2 separate regions of the Gasterosteus aculeatus genome follow, and region 1 is linked to region 2. The links are chromatin contacts, called in public Hi-C maps. All regions are on one chromosome and are shown on one strand. Each heading gives the region's core, a stretch centred on a gene start, on an enhancer-like site or on the middle of the called end of the contact. The rest is flanking DNA. Distances are from core to core; before and after follow the strand shown.

The links. Hi-C and Micro-C count contacts between places; a contact is called where the count stands out from the background.
Region 1: a contact with region 2 is called in a Hi-C map of whole body, with 2.6 times the contacts expected there. The contact joins the promoter of cldn11a here to the enhancer-like site in region 2. A contact is called at or near these places in 2 of 6 Hi-C or Micro-C datasets (skeletal muscle and whole body).

What each region holds. Positions count from the first base shown.
Region 1 is chr15:11,469,903-11,473,065 of fGasAcu3.hap1.1, reverse strand. cldn11a (claudin 11a) reads left to right here and starts at 1,656. Exons shown (of 3, transcript XM_040199499.2): 1 at 1,656-2,092; 2 at 2,273-2,437. The coding sequence starts at 1,867.
Region 2 is chr15:11,420,873-11,424,271 of fGasAcu3.hap1.1, reverse strand. LOC120832906 (eukaryotic translation initiation factor 5A-1) reads right to left here. Exons shown (of 5, transcript XM_040199592.2): 5 at 2,989-3,399. Among protein-coding and RNA genes, the nearest start is that of LOC144388418, 5.5 kb to the left of the region's middle. Within about 2 kb of position 1,626, at least 1 of the 9 cell types and tissues checked has open chromatin away from gene starts, as enhancers often do.

The DNA of each region.
Region 1 (3,163 bases), core at 407-2,906, 49 kb before region 2:
GGCTTCCTCATTCTCCCGTGCCACAAGCTTGTAGACTTTCACACACACACACACACACACACACACACACACACACAAACACACACACACATTCCCCTGCCACCTCCTATTTCGAAGCCCAGGAGGTCTAAAATCCCATCATCCCTCCATGTCAGCGTCACTGTTGCAATCCCCCACTTCCCGCCATTAGCATAATATTCCCATTCCCTTGCCGCCTCACTCCTCTTGCATCAGACAAACTGCTCTGGGAATCATAGGGGAATATTCCCTGCTCATGCTCAGACTAAGTCTTATGACTTTTATCGCAATGAGTTTTGAATTTTCTCTCTCTCTCTCTGAATAAAATACTGCATAATCACATATCTGTCAACTATTATTTCGCTTTGTTTTTTTGTTTGATTTCTCTTTTATTTCGTTGACATACGCTTACGTGAACAAAGCAATAGACACGACCACAGATGATGATCATCCATGCTGGAGTGTCAGTCGGGGCTGGTACGAGGGTATATGCCGGCCGGAGCCGTGTCAGGAGCCCGTACATCTTGTGTTAGCGCTTTCTAATTGCCTAAACTCCAGTAAGTGCCTGTGGCGCTCCATCGAAGCAGCTGACTTGAATCCAACTCATCTTCTGTCAAAAAAACATAATGAGGCTACACTGAACTCAGTGCAACGGAGTAAAAATCATAATTGATTATTTTCAATCGAATGCTTTCAGCTGCAGTAAATAGTGAGCATGTATTAACAAGATGCATGTGCCATTACCTCCAAAACTGCTGGCTAAAGCTTTCCGTCCCACTGATACATTGCAGTCTTTTGCTTATGTTTTTGTGCACTTAGTGCCTCTGCTTAAACTACATATATAAAAAAGAAAAGAAAAAATACAGGCACTCCGAGCAAATCGCAAAGATTGCCACCATGAAATTTATCTATTAGACCTAAAAGTACCGATCAGAGTACAGATCAAATGTTTTCATAGCAAATCGATCTGAATTACTTTTAGTCACATTGTTTAGTCACATCTGAAAGGTCTGTTCCATCGCTAGACCGATGCACCTTACCTCCAACCGGCAAGGAGAGGAAGAAGGAAACGTTATGTCCATTACACTTGGTTGTTAAACGTAGGCCATTGCTATGCAATGTCGCCCTCTGTTGATCGTTTGGATTATATAGAGCAGTGGTTCCACAAAGTGGCTTTTAGGGACCAGGAAAGCAACCACAGCTATAAATGGGAATAAGCCACTAACTGACTGACTGAATTCACCGAAAAGAATATGTGTACATCTATAAAAGGTTATTCATGACGTTAGAAACAAACACACAAACACAAACACAAACACAAAAGGTTCTTGTTTAGGGCTCCAAAGTATTTTGTGGAAAATATGCGTACGTCAGACGTGTGTAGTGTGTGAAATACAATCCAGCCAGCAGATGGCAGCAGCTTTTTGGTTAAATTTGACCAGATTCAAACTCAGTCAGTAAACCCTGAATGGGTTGTATTTCAGCAAGAAAAGGGTAGAGTTAAAAGTGGGTTGTGTTGTTTTCTCCCGGTCTACTTTTTTTTGTCCGTATCCAGGTTTCCTATTGGTTTTCATCTTTAGAGTAGTCTGCCCCTTTTCTGAACTTTCCCTATAAAACCTGTGATGATGTGAAAGCTTCATTCTTTTGTATTGTGCAGCCCAGCCCAATTGATGGACGTACGAAATTGCAAGGAGAGAAAACAAACCTTGGCACTGGATTAACTTGTAAAGTGGAATATAAGTTTTAGAATTGAAGTTGGTCCATATTTGTTAATCACTCTCAACTGAAGTGTTGAGGTTTGTAACAGTTTCTGGACCTGAGATCAGTGGTCGTTACGCAGTTTGCACCATGGCAAACTCGTGCCTTCAACTGAGCGGCTTCCTCATTATCTTCCTTGGCTGGCTGGGCATCGTGATCGCGATATCCACCAATGACTGGGTGATTATGTGCAAATACAGCTTGAACACATGCAAGAAGACGGATGAGCTGGAAACCAAAGGACCCTGGGCGGAATGTGTCATCTCCACAGGCCTCTACCACTGTTTCTCCCGATCGCAGATCCTGGATCTCCCAGGTACTGTTCTGCGTACTTCCCTACATTACCGCCGTTGTTCTTATCACAATAGATATCGTGCAATTTATTTACAAGATGCTATTTCCACCACGTCTCCTGATCAGGGTTGTGTTGTGTTAAATCTGAGAAGGTCTGTTTTTTGGCATTGATACCATGTTTGTTCCACATGTGCCTCTGAAGCCTACATCCAGACAACTCGTGCCCTGATGATCGCAGGTTCCATCCTCGGTCTCCCGGCAGTGGCGATGATTCTCATGTCCATGCCCTGCATCAACTTTGGCAATGAACCCCAAGGCCCCAAGAACAAACGCACTGTCTTGGGAGGAGTGCTCATTCTCGTAGTCGGTAAGAGACGTCCACTTTACCTCATGCGCTCAAATGCGGCTGTAATGAATTAGTCTAGGAGAAGACGGGAAGTCCTGAACGGAAAAGCGGTAAGGTCAATGAGAGGCGGTCCAACTGTTTTGAGCCTACGTGCACACACACACACACCAGCTGCTGAGATCGCAGGGTGTTGGATGTGATTGTCTTCCTCCCGAGGGTGCACACACATGCACACACTCTGACCCCTGCCCACCAGTTCCCATCACATTCCTCTCCTCCGCCTACTCTCATCCACACCCTCCGTTCGTCCTGAACGACACGGAAACTCACTCCCCGATGTGTTCAGTTGTGCTTATGAAAAATAACACCCTTTAACACCTGTGTCCATCGTTTGACTTCCCCACTGCCCACGTTTTTTTACAGCAAAACCTTTCCCAACATTCCATATGAAATAGTTAAACCCTTGAGTTAATGGATTTTCAATTTTGCATTTGATGTGGTATTTGCAAGCTTGTTGCACAGCAGAATAACAATCATCTCCCCACAATGCGTGCATACAGACAGTACAATTTACCAAGCGCCAATTAGTTTAAGACCAAGTTTAATTATTCTGCTCAATTGTGTACTCTGAAGCACCAGCCGGGAGACGTTCAGTCCACAAATTACTTGTGGATTTGGTTATCGGCTTTCTGGTGCAATGTATTTATATCACGCAGGCAGGCAAAAATTTCACGCAGTTCTGTGTTA
Region 2 (3,399 bases), core at 377-2,876:
GGTTTTTAAATGTGCACCTATTAACATTTAGGCACAGAAAAGACCTTTTGTCAAACATATTTGTCTGGTATGCTTGGATTGGTCGTGAGACTGGGGGTTATTTGGTTTCTTTTCCCAGTAGGAAAATATCTTGGCTCATCCTGGGTATAATGTGTATGACCAGACCCAGAGAAATGACAGTAACAGACATTCAGTTAATGTCTATTAGAGATATAAATGTGGTTTCATCGGTTGTTACCTGGGCAATAGGTAGACGTCTACTAACCTTTACTACTTTCCCACATTTAACCTTGTCTTTGACTGCATTATCTGGCTGCTATAGCATTTGTGACCAAGTTCATTTTGCAGAAAAAGTGAATCCATAAATCCTGTTATGCAATAAGCATTTTAATTGCATGCATTCATTGCATGCTGCCTTTCCATTTGTCTCCACATACAAATCACCGCACACACACACACACACACACACACACACACACACACACACAGAAACCTTCCCTCCTCTCCGCAGGATCGAGCACATGAAAGGAGGAAAAAACCCTTCCTTTTGTCCTTCATCAGTCCTCCAAACCCCGTCAGTGGCTACGCTGCCCCCCCCCCCCCACACACACACACACACACACACACACACCACTCCACCTTCAAGATCTGGATTCAATAACTCCCAGATCTTCAAAAACCCTTCGACAAACACACACACGCAGATATGAGAACACACACACACACACACACTATAAAAAGGGCAAACACATTTGACTGAAACATTCTACGGCATTTGGACTGTGTATAAATCGAAGCTAGTTAGACAGTACTGATGGTAACTAGTATTCCTGAATAATGGTTTAAACATATTTTAATCCCTTCCCCCTCCTCTTTCTTTGTGGTTTCACAATAAGCTCATTACATGACAAGAGACAAGGGAATGGAACTTTTCCAGTTTCTTTTGGACGCAGCTCGTGTTGTTTCATACTGAGAATAATAAGCTTATTAAGTTGCATGTCTGCGCTGTATAATGAGGCCGAATACAAGAAAAAATAATCATAATTTGGTTTGGTGTGCGACTGACAGGCAACAACATGACATTTTCACTCAACTCTTTGTGACACACGCGCACACACAAGCAAAGTTGATCCTAAAGTTTCAATAAGCGCACACGGCTCACACTAATTGACCTCTGGTCTCTCTCCATCTCATGCCGTGTCCAGACAAAAGGTCCTGTGGTTACATACTGGCACTACTCTGCACTAAGTGCGACCCCAGTGTTGATAGTCGGTGTGTGTGTGTGTGTGTGTGTGTGTGTGTGTGTGTGTGTGTGTGTGTGTGTGTGTGTGTGTGTGCGTGTGTGCGTGTGTGAGTGTGTGCTTGGTGGATTTTCCCTGATTTACAAGAGAGGCTTGAAACTCAATCAAATCTGCGACCGCTGCGAACGGCTCCATCCACTCCAAACGTCGGGCCGGGATCCAACGGCTCCACCGTCTGGATAAACACGTCTGAAGCACCGTGGAACGGCCCGACTCCTCCAATCCCCTCCAGAATCCCTGCTTCCGTCTTCACACCGAGCCTTCAGAGCGTCCAGACCAAGAGTTCCCAGTAAAACGGTGGGGAGGGAAGGACGCACTGCAGGCTTCTCTGTAAGGCCCTAATGGCTTCAGCGTGTTGGCACTATGGAGCGACTCTCTGCACATGTTAGGAAGGGAGTGTGTGGTCTGCAGAGTGATGAGGAAGTACACTTTCCTCTACGACGAAAAAGACAACATGCATTGGTGCCGAGAGGACGTGGCCGTGTCCTTGGTTTGAAAACAGGCATCGGGGGTTACGGACACAGTCATCTTCTAAATGGAACGCTGTATGAGAGAGCACATCCGTCCACGGCAAAGCACACGGAGCGCTTCATGACTGGCTAAAAGTCACGCGCACGGAGATCATTTAAATATTTTGAGCATCTTCACATACGGTGCAGCATGTGTGTGTGTGTGTGTGTGGCTTTTTAGACCACTTTTACCTCCATTACTAACTTGAGCTTGTACAGATGTAAATAAACAGAGATGGATGAATGGATGCATGGACGCTCAGAAGCTCAGCTATCAAAGGTAATTCTTTACTGCCATCTACTGAGCGCTTAACATCAGTGCGTCTCGTGCACTCTCTTTAGTATTTGGCGCATATTAATCTGCATCAACACATATTCTATGCAACAGCCACTGACAACACTTAGTGGCGTTGAAGATACAGAACGAGTGTTTTCACACAGACATGGAGTGTAATAACAAAATGTGTTTAATTTATGTTCACATTTTGTATAATTCTAATCACGCTCGCTTCGTTTCAGCCTGAAAGAAAACGGTGGAGCGACTTCAGACGGATGCAAAACCAGAATTTGACAATTATGCTGAAGGCCGTGTAGTTTGTTTTTTTCAAGTGTAATTTTCAGGTTTTGGGTTTTAGGTCAATTGTTTTGTTTATTTTGTAACTGCTTTTCATTGTTCATATTTGTACGATGTAAACGACCTTTGACCAGCTTCTAAAAGCGCCATACAAATGTTTTCTTTAATAAAAAAAACAACCTTTCAACGTCGATCCATTCACAACTGTAGAGCTACTTAGCCAATAGCCAATCTATTTGCAGCTGGGCAACAGCTGGCCTCTCACTCAGTGTGCATGAGTCCACCCAGCCACTGAGCTAGAATGGAAGAATTATGGTAAATAACAGCAACCGATGGTATTGTTTAAGTTTAGGCGGAATTATATTAATGTATAAGACACCAAGTATTAATAGGACCAGGTTTCTGCTCTCAAATGACCTGTAAGGTCAAGACGACGGTGTAACTGATCTTTATGAACAGGGTTGTGGCCCAAAGTGAGCTATTTTCATTTTCATTTAAGGGTGTAGTTACTTTGTAAAAGGGGGTTCAATCCCCCACAAAATCCACCACATTTTAAAGCGTTGAATTGAACCGTCCGACACCAAGAGAAAAAAAACGATGAATGTGCCGAGGAACATCTGATTCTTTATTCAGCCTGTACAAAAAAAAACTTGTGAATTTTGATCGAGCAACTGTACATTGGTAAGAACAGCGCCAACGTATCTTTATTTTCCAGAATAAACCGAAGGTCAAATTTCTTTTTACAAATTGTTTGGATCAAACATTCAAAGGAAGGAAAGTTGAGAAATACCCCAGAAACCCCCCACAGCGTACACACGGAACATACATCACCAGACTAAGTCACCTATTCCCGATCAAACAGAATACACTGTGGTCGATACCCGCAAACAATTCAGTTTGTTGCAAACAATTAAACTCGAGTTCAAACAGAACGTGAAGCAGACTGTCAACGCGGGGCGGGGAACGGTCTCCAAAACCAGACCGGTGAATCCGAATAACTTGTTCACCATCCTCA